Linked DNA regions of Rattus norvegicus: region 2 is linked to region 1. The links are chromatin contacts, called in public Hi-C maps. All regions are on one chromosome and are shown on one strand. Each heading gives the region's core, a stretch centred on a gene start, on an enhancer-like site or on the middle of the called end of the contact. The rest is flanking DNA. Distances are from core to core; before and after follow the strand shown.

What was found. A called contact is a pair of places that touch in the nucleus more often than the background predicts.
Region 2: a contact with region 1 is called in a Hi-C map of Schwann cells, with 5 times the contacts expected there. The contact joins two enhancer-like sites. A contact is called at or near these places in 2 of 12 Hi-C or Micro-C datasets (the Rat2 cell line and Schwann cells).

Annotation. Positions count from the first base shown.
Region 1 is chr11:38,693,738-38,698,572 of GRCr8, reverse strand. No RefSeq gene overlaps it. Among named protein-coding and RNA genes, the nearest start is that of Adamts5, 160 kb to the right of the region's middle. Within about 2 kb of position 2,257, at least 2 of the 93 cell types and tissues checked have an H3K27ac peak or open chromatin away from gene starts, as enhancers often do.
Region 2 is chr11:38,943,667-38,949,080 of GRCr8, reverse strand. No RefSeq gene overlaps it. Among named protein-coding and RNA genes, the nearest start is that of Adamts5, 410 kb to the right of the region's middle. Within about 2 kb of position 1,965, at least 2 of the 93 cell types and tissues checked have an H3K27ac peak or open chromatin away from gene starts, as enhancers often do.

The DNA.
Region 1 (4,835 bases), core at 1,008-3,507:
GATGCTTGAAAATTCACTGGGACATGTTTAGGGCCTGTAGTGTACCCTATTTTGGTCAAGTCTGAATGTGTGTTTGAGAATAACAGTTTCTCTAAAAATAATTCTCAATTAATTTAATCAAGATGGACCATTAGTTTGCTAAGTACATTAACACTTCAAAGTAATGAACGCCCCGACTCTCTGCTACAGAGGAGTGATCCTCAATCTGTCTCAAAATTGAAATGATTCATTTCTCTCCTGCTGCTTTGCTCAAAGGCAAGTACCCTTGGGAAACAATATCACAGTCTTTGAGATTTAGATTTTAAAAATGATAGATAGAAATAGAAAGACAGAGAAAGAGAAAGTAGGGCGAGAATTCAAAAGTGGTAGAAAACATGCACACTTGATGATTTACTCTATGGAAAGAATGCCATCTTTCTCTATGGGATTTAAATACAGATGCCTGACAAATACAGATGCGGATGCTTGCAGCCAACCATTGGACTGAGCGCAGGGACCCCAAAAGGAGGAGTTAGGGAAAGGACTGAAGGGGACTGACTCCAGCTGCATATGTAGCAGAGGATACCCTTATCTGACATCAATGGGAGGAGAGGCCCTTGGTCCTGGGAAGACTTGATGCTCCAGTGTAGGGGAATACCAGGTCAGTGAGGTGGGAGTGGGTGGGTGGGTGGGTGGGTGGGTGGGAGGGGGAGCATCCTCACAGAAGCAGGGGGAGGGGGAATGACATAGAGGGTTTGCGGAGGGAAAACTGGGAAAGGGATTAACATTTGAGGTGTAAATAAATAAAATATCTAATAAAAATATTACCATTCTTCCTGCAGTCTAAAATAGGTGTCTTCACTTTTTTATATTTAAAAATATTACTCAAAAAATCAATAAGGTATACATGACACTGCTCGATAGTATACAAATTGCAATACATAATATAGAATATATAGTATAAATATGCACACTATAGAGTAATAAGGTTACAGCTACATGTAAGTATATAGCTATCTATTACATAGTTAATCATTTATTTTCTACATCAGTGAAAATATAACAGAAAACATCCATTTTTTATATTCCTAATAATGAGTTCAAGATGTGTTAACCACACATTACAGAACTGTTACAACTTCACGATTGTCAGTGGGACAGCAGGCATTCAAAGTATGTTTTCTTTCAAGAACCCTCCAAATGCTGAGATCCTCTCCACCCTTCATGAACCTCACCAAAGAATGAGTCAGTTTGGGTGGGGAGTGGACACAGCACTCTCTGTGAGCCCACCAATGTGTTCTTGGCAATCACTTAAATCTACTGGCACAGGAGATCATCACTTTACATTTCTTGCCACATCAGAATGGGTCTCGCTGAAAATATTGTGCAGATGCAATCAAATCTTGGAAATGTATAAAATACAGCATTGATGTTATTGTTTTAAAGAGATTTCCATGGATAGTGGAAATTTATCAGTAATGAGCATCTTCTTGGAAACCAGAAGTATCCTTTACCCAAACATTCACATTCTAAGATAATTAATCATTTTTTAAGTCCTGTCAAACCAACTTATTACACATAAGGAGAAGAGTCACTTTTCTGGATCTGCTGGATAAAAAGAGAATTACAACATGGCCCTTCACTGACTTTTCTCACTCTTTGGTTTAATTTGAAATAATGTCAGTGACTAGCCCTGCTTCCTCCCATGTCAGTGACTAGGCCTGCCTTCTCCCATGACAATAAATGATGAAACTAAGACAGGAACAGATTTTTTATACTCCCTTAATTCACATGTGGAAAGTTGATGAAACCAATTGTATCTATGTTGATAAATTGGCTAACAATGATATTTCAGGTTGTTGTCTTGAAAGAGCTTTCACGGGTTTCTGTAAAACTTGTTAAATATTTAAATTGCATCCATTAATGGCTTCTGGAGCCTTGAATGAAATCAAAGAAAATTAACAATTATTTGTATGACTATTTTAGGTATCAGATAATAATTTTTGTTTCTAATATAGATCAACATGTACAAAGATTAAGAGTCATGTGGTAACATATGAGATTTTCATATCAATACTGATATGTTATGGAGATCAGAGCTAGAGAAGTAGCTGTTTTGGTGGGGTCAGCAAAACATAAATCCCAGGTAAGATGGCACATATATCATAGTCCATATTTTCATCTTTCTCCGCTCTGTTGCTTCTGGCTTTTCTCAAAGGGAAGTAGCTCTCCTTTAAGAGACTGAATGGAGGAAAACAGGTTTCGGGGAGACACTATGCACCGTGTCAGCATTGTTACAGCCCAGCTGCTCAACAAGTTGTAAATTAGACATCCATCCTCACTCTCATCATAATGAAGTAAATACATGATTACAATAATTTAAACATTTTAAAACATCTGCATTTTAAATATGTGTGTGTGTGTGTATGATGCATGCGACATATGCTTTATCCACTGAACCATCTTGCCAGTCTCCAGACAGCTGTGATTTTATCATGAAACTCTATTTCCCCATCAACCAGACACCGTAACCAAGTTGAAAGCAAGAGTAAGTTATTTCCCTTCTATAAGGGGAGTTAGTTATCAGAAGTGAACTTATTTCACATGTTTAAGAGTGAAACATCAAATTTTACAGTCAGGAACTTCTAAGGACTTTAAAATGCAAATGTCTCTAAGTATAAGACCAAGAAACTTAAGAAGTTGTAGTGAAGCCACTGACTTTCCTGAGCATGGAGGGGCAGCAGTGGCATTGAAATGCTGGCCTCTTGGGCCACATATCCCCCGGCTACTCCTCTAGCTTATTCATTATGTAAAAGAGAAGCATTTCTGTGGTTTTCCAGTAATGTCTTAGTTGAATTGATCCACGATGGGCCATATTTCTTTATCCATTATCCATTCACTCTGTATAGGATTCCAATGGGCTGGCCTGCAGAGCGCAAGCGACTCAGACCAATGGGACTTATAAAAGTGGCTGCTCTTAATGGCCACTTCCAAGAGAGCTTCAGACCATTAAAATCCACCTATTGTGTTTTACTGGGCACATGGCCAGGCAATTCAAATGTGAGTGTAGCGTCAGAAGCCAGGGACAAAGTAATGCATTAAACCATTTACCTTCTTTCTCGTTTTGATCCAATCTAAAGTTTATAGACAAATTGTAAAGAAACCACTAATTAGAAAATAAATTTCAGGGCCAACCTTTTGTGCATGATAATTTACTAGTCTGGGGTGTACTCAGGAAAAGCCATTTTTATAGTTTTACAACTAGGTGTGTGTGTGTGTGTGTATGTGTGTGTGTGTCTGTGTGTCTGTGTGTGTCTGTGTCTGTGTGTCTGTGTGTGCATAGAATGTGACTGAACAGTGTTATATCAGCAAATAGCAGATCAAATATAGTGTAAGTCTTTCTATGGCCCTGGCAGACAGAGAATAAGGAATCGATACATGTGGCTGCTGTGTTTTGTGTTTACATGGACAGTCGATTTGGGGAAAATCTCTTAAGCTTATTGTGATTATTGAGAGCTTTGTCAATCCACTCTCATGTAACCTTCACCACACTTCTTGTGCAGAATGCTATCTTGCAACTGTATGAAAGCTGAGATCCACCCACAGAAAGCTGAACAGGGACGATATCGCCTTTCATTCGGGTGGTCTTACAACCCTTGCTATTACACATGATCATGGTCCAGGCATTGTCAGCCCAGTGATGAATGAACTAAAGTACTAACTCGAAAGTTTCTTTTTTTTTTAAATTTCAACAATAAGTACCTTAAATCCAATGGTAAAGGTAACTAAACTTATTTTACAGAACAGAATAGTAAACCCAGTTAGGGTCTGTGGATGATATATGTGGTATTATGCATTTTTCTTTCTTAAAAGATTCATTTATTTTATGTATATGAGTACTCTGTCACTGTCTTTATAGACACCAGAAGAGGGCATCAGATCCCATCACAGATGGTTGTGAGCCACCATGGGGTTGCTGGGAATTGAACTCAGGACCTCTGGAAGAGCAGTCAGTGCTCGTAACCACTGAGTCATCTCTCCAGCCTGCATTTTTCTTTTACAAAATTTTTAAAAGCTTTGAGCCATATTGGTTCCTCACATTTTCTCTACTCCCTACCCCTACCCCCATGATTTATCCTTGTCACCAATCCTAAACGCAGTGTAACCAGGTGGCTTTAGAATAAAACCACTGAAACCATAAACCAAAATTATTCTTTCCCCATGAAGTTTGTTTTCCTCAGGCGTTTTGTCACAGTAATAGGAAAAAAGTAGCAGAGATTAGAATAAATAAGGAATTGTTCTTTCTATTCTTACCATTAAAAAAATCAATATGAGTAGATTGAAAACAGGGATCATCAAAGAATATATAGTTACAAAGTAAGAAAATGTGTATATAGTTGCCATTTTCCTGAGAGTTAACAAATTAAAAAACCATGAGTTGTTTTCCTAAATGTTCATATACAGCTGCTATTTTATCTTTCTTTCCTTCTATTTGTCTATCTTTCTTTCTTTCTTTCTTTCTTTCTTTCTTTCTTTCTCTCTTTCTTTCTTTCTTTGCTTGCTTTCTTGATTGTTTTAAAAATTTATTCTTTTTATTAGGTTTAACCTAGGTCTTACATAGGCAAAGATGTCCTCAACCTCACTGTGTAGCAAAAGCTGACCGTCCTGTCCTGCATCCCCCTGCCTCCACCTCCCATCTGGTAGTAATGACAGGCACTGTTAATCCTGTTTCGTGAGCTCTATCATCTGAGGTGCATCCTATGTCTGCCTTCAGAGAGTTTTGTTTATTCTTTCTGGGCCCGTTTGCTTTAAATCTATGACATCATAGATGAAGAACATGGTGGGCAGAAGAGTGG
Region 2 (5,414 bases), core at 716-3,215, 250 kb before region 1:
GAGCAGTCTCTTGAGCCTTGTCTGGCTACAACATTAGACTCCTTCCTTCCCGCTACATATTCAAATCTGCTTTCTTCCACTTCCTGCTCTTTCACAGACGGGCTGGAGATGCGAACTGACCAGCAACTATGACATAGCTTAAATTCTGTGGTCTTGAGATTTCGTCTGTCTCAACTTCATGCCCGTGACCTCACTCTGACTCAGGTTCTAAGGACTCAGAGAGAATACAATATGTGCAGCGTTTTGCTAAAATGTAATAAGAACGACCTCATCACCTAGCATCAAGTGGAACTGTCCTTGTGTCCCTTTAAAAACTAGAAGTATAGGACACCAGAACACAGCCATCAGTACCAACTAACCGGAACTCATCGGAGTTTGCAAAGACTAAAGCAGTCACAATGGATCCTGCATGGTTCTGCACCAAGTCCTCTGCATACATGTCGTAGTTCTTTAGCTTGAGGTTTTGTTGGACAATGGCAGTGGGGGGTGTCTCTAACTTCTTTGCCAGCTCATGGGACTTCATCTAGTTTTGACTGAGGGCATGTGCCTAGTTTTGTTGAATCTTAGTGTACCAAGTTTGATATCACAAGAAGGCTTGCTTTTTTCTGAAGGGAAATAGAGGAACAGTGGATCTGTGGGAGAGGAGAGGTGATATGGGATCTGAGGGGAAACATGGGATGGAGGGGAGACTGAAATGCCTATATATTGGATTAGACAGACTGAATGAATGAATGAATGAATGAATGAATGAATAGAAAATGTAGGGATCAGGCCATCATTTTCTACTTTTCTCCTGGCCTTGTTCTCTCCTGTACTCCCACCATAATCTTCCTCTAGCAATGTGTATAGCATTCTAGGGACTTTCAAACTTGTGGCTTCAAATTCCTCCTCACTCTTCCCACAAACCAGTTCTAAACATGTAAAGCCCATGCTTTAGGCTAAATTCATTAACACCCAACTTTATTGTTCCTAATTATCTGTATTAGTTACTTTCCTTATTAAAGAAATAAGGAGATAGTCCATCATAGTGGGAACACTATATGATTAGGTGATGAGTCAAGTCATTACATTGCATTAGATTAACCGTGCATCAATCAACGATTGTATCAAAACTAGATATTTAGCAGAATTTTACTCCAATAAGCAGAAATATACAGAGGTAACTTACTTTGTGAGTCTCTTAAAGTATAGAAGGGAGACAGGTATTCAGAAAATGTCCTATGGCTTGGTAGAACTACTACTATATTTAAAAATTCTAGGAAGCAAACAGAGAAGGCCCATTCAGCACAAAACCACATGTAAAGCAGACATGAAAAAATTAGTACGCAGCATTGGCAGATGGAATGCAACAGATAGTTAACACACAGCTACACTCTCTGCTTTGTGCCGAGGAAATAGTTCTAATGTATACATTACAAGACCTTCTGAAGGTCATGTGGGGTTGAGAAACTTAGAATGGTGAGAGAGATTCTGGTAGGATTAAACATCAAACTAAAAATCCAAAAACTGAAAAGTGCTGTGTCAGCAGAGAAAACATGCTGTTAAGAGCTAAATGATTACCCCTTATATTATGTAAATTGAAGCTTTAATACTCATTGCAGAGGTTAATAGTATAGGATTAGTGTCATTATAATAAAAGACACTAGAGGGCTCTGCTTGCATCTGCATGAGAAGACATGCTGAGAAAACAACAACCAGAAACCCAGGAGTTGAGTGGACTTCTGGATTGCACATATGTGGGCCAATACATTCAGATCATCTAAGACCCCAGTCCTTTGTATTTTATTGTGAACATCTGAGCTTGTGAGGACAGAGTAAATGATATCTGATTTTTAAAAAAGAGCATGTATATAATTCATCAGCTAAATGAGCCATCTCAAGGGAAGAAATGTGATTATATCTAGAGAAGCACCACCATTTGGAAATAACAGAATGGAGGAAGTCCTATGGAATGATGGAATGAACTAGGCTGTAGCACTTAAGTGAGGCTGCAGAATCTTATGTCTTCAGTAAAGCTATGGTATGTGTGGTCTTTATGTAATGGGAGGAACTGAGCCTCCAGCAGTAAGAGATTATATTCTTTGCACTCCTACCTCAGAAACAGGGTGGAGATGGCTGGGAGCAAGAGACACCAAGCCAAAGAAAACTATTCTTTTGCCTCGAGACTCTAGCGCTTACAGTTGATATTGGAACAAGCAAAGAATAACTGCATTTCGTATGCGATAAGGTCATGAAATTGAGTTTATGAGCAGTGCAGTGCTATGGACAGAATCCAATGTCTGACAAAATTTGAAGTTGATAGTCCTTAACCCAAAGCTGTTGTATTTGAAGGAGGTAGGAATTAGGGTTCAAAAAAATCATGTGCTTAGAGCTTTGATCTGATAAGTCTACAGACAGAACACAGTCATCTGTAACTCAGGAAAATGACTCACGCCAAGAAGACTCACATCCTCTATTTTGAAATTACTGTAAGCAAATATATTTAAGAAACCCTATTTATAGTATTTCTTATGGAAGCCCCAGTGGTCTAATAAACAGGACTAAATAGTCTTATTTTAAAATGATTTGAACTAACCGTCTCTTACTAAATTTCTCTAACCTCAATTGTATAAAAATATATATTTTTTTATTTTTGGAAATGTCAGTTCATTCCTTCTGAGATAGCTGCACAAACAATTCTTTTGAGTGAAGCATTGCAATATGATATAGGTGTGTTTTGCAAATCAGCCATGATTCTTCACAGAAATTCAAGAAACAACTAATCCTTAGTAATGAAGTTGTTCACATCATTTTTCTTATAAAATGTTTCTTGATTTTACACTCCCACCAGGACAGATGATGACATTAGAGCCTGGGGAATGAAGTGACTCCATATTGAAACTATATAGCGTAAAACTTACATTGGAAGTCACTGGTAAATATGTCGTAAAGTATGTTGAAAGTGAAGAGTACGTTTCTTTTCTTAAATATGTTACACAATTAAGAAAATAATACCTTCCTGAAATCCCAAAGTTGTTCAGATTTTCTAGGGAGCCAATGATTTTCCAAAAGCATGGTATACATTTCTTTATAGTTATTATTAGAAAAATAAATCATACTGCTCAAAAAACTGAATTACTTCACAATTCATAACCCAAGATTGCTAGTTACACACATAAACTAGTGAGTGTGAAAGGCAATTCAGAGAGATAACTATTTGGATTGCAACTGTCAACTATCTTGGATTATATTTGATGTGTGTGTGTGTATGTGAGGGTGTGTGTGTGTGTGTGTGTGTGTGAGAGAGAGAGAGAGAGAGAGAGAGAGAGAGAGAATGTGTGTGCGTGCATGTGTGTACACGTTCACCCACACATGCATGCCTGCTCACACACACATGTATTTACAAGTTTACTCTTTTGCAGAATTTACTTTGTGGATTTCCCCTCTTCTGTACTTCTTTTTTAAAGTATGTGAAGAAAATAAAAGCATAAATAATATTCAAGTGTCTTATCTTGTAACAAAATCCTTTTTTCTTGATGTTTTGTGCCTCATTTCTACAAAAGGACAGCTCCTAACACTGTTTAAATAAAACAAAATTTTATCTCTAGCATAATAACGGTTGTACAAAGGGGGAATATTTTAACATTAGTAGTTATATAAATTACAATTTCTAAAATTAAGTTTAAAAATGAAAGCACTGAAAATTTTAATTGCTTTTGATTGTCACTTCTTTTTCAAGGGTCATTCTCTAAAATAGCATATAAAATTAAGATTTTTCATACTAATACAGTAAGCCATGTTCTACATTTAATAAATATTTTGCTGGTAGCTGGGTGGTGCCGAGCACACAAAGTAGTCCTGTTGAGTTCTGTGGAGTTGAGTCAGGTCTTCTGGAAATGTTGCATACTTATCACTTCTTTTGTCTTCGTGAGACAGATACTGATCAGGAACATTCAACCCACCAGTGCTGCCTCACCTGTCAAAGACGTGCCAACCTGAACAAGAAATCATTTCCATTCAATTAGCTCATGTTTGAAACTAAAGACATTAACGTATCATGGTTTCATACTCAATTCTAAAACCAAGAATTTGGTGGAGGAGTCATGTTTGTTTTAGATTTCTAGCAATACTTGTTTTATTGGGGGTGGGTGGGTGGAGTTGGGTCCTTTGGCCTCTTCATGTAGTTTCTGTGCCAGGATTAGCTGGTCATTGTTCATGGCGATTTGACTCTCTCCAGGGAATATGTAGCCATTTGAGGCTCAGGATTGGAAATCACAAGGCATCATTTCTGACGATCCACTGGCTAAGACAAACAATGTCTGCCCAGGTTCTAAGCACGTGGCATTTCAAACCTCTTTAAGGGTCACACTCAACGATTCTCTAGTTATCTTTATCAGCTTCTATTTCTATAGGCCACCTGGCTCATAGGTTTGAAACTCTTTTTCCCCCTTGGATAATTTTTTGTATTTACATTTCAAATGTTATCACCTTTCCCCTCCTCCCCTGTCCCCTTTCCCTGTCCCTCTTTCTGTGAAGCTCCTTCAATCCTTTCTCTAACTCTTCCATTGGAGTCCCCTTTTTCAGTCCGATGGTTAGCTGCAAGCATCCTCACCTGTATCAGTAAGGCTCTGGCAAAGCCTCTAAAGAGGCATCCATATCAGGCTCCTGTCAGCAAGCACTTCTTGGCTTCATCAATAATGACTGGGTTTGGGGGCTGCATGGGGGATGTCCAGGGGAGTCATCTCTGGATGATCTTTTCTTCAGTCCCTGCTCTACTCTTTGTCCTTGTATTTCCTCCAGTGAGTTTTGCTGGAATACACAGCTAAACAAAGAATTCTCAACTGATAAGTACCAAATACCTGAAAAGCGTTTAAAGAAATGTTCAACATCCTTAGTCATCATGGAAATGCAAATCAAACAACCCGGAGATTCCACCTCATACCAGTCAGAATGGCTAAAACCAAAAGCTTAGTGACAGCAGATGCTGACAAGGATGTGGAGAAAGAGGAACACTCCTCCATTATTGGTGGGATTGCAAGCTGGTACAACCACTCTGGAAATCAGTCTGGTGGTTCCTCAGAAAATTGGATATAGTACTACCTGAAGACCCAGCTATACCACTCCTGGGCATACACCCAAAAGATGATGCAACATATAACAAGGACACATGTTCCACTCTGTTCATAGCAGCCTTATTTATAGTTGCTAGAAGCTGTAAAGAACCCAGATGTCCTTGAGCAGAGGAATGGATACAGAAATTACTATAAATTTACACAATGGAGTACTACTCAGCTATCAAAAACAATGACTTCGGGGCTGGGGATTTAGCTCAATGGTAGAGCGCTTACCTAGGAAGCGCAAGGCCCTGGGTTCGGTCCCCAGCTCCGAAAAAAAGAACCAAAAAAAAAAAAAAAAAAAACCAATGACTTCATGAA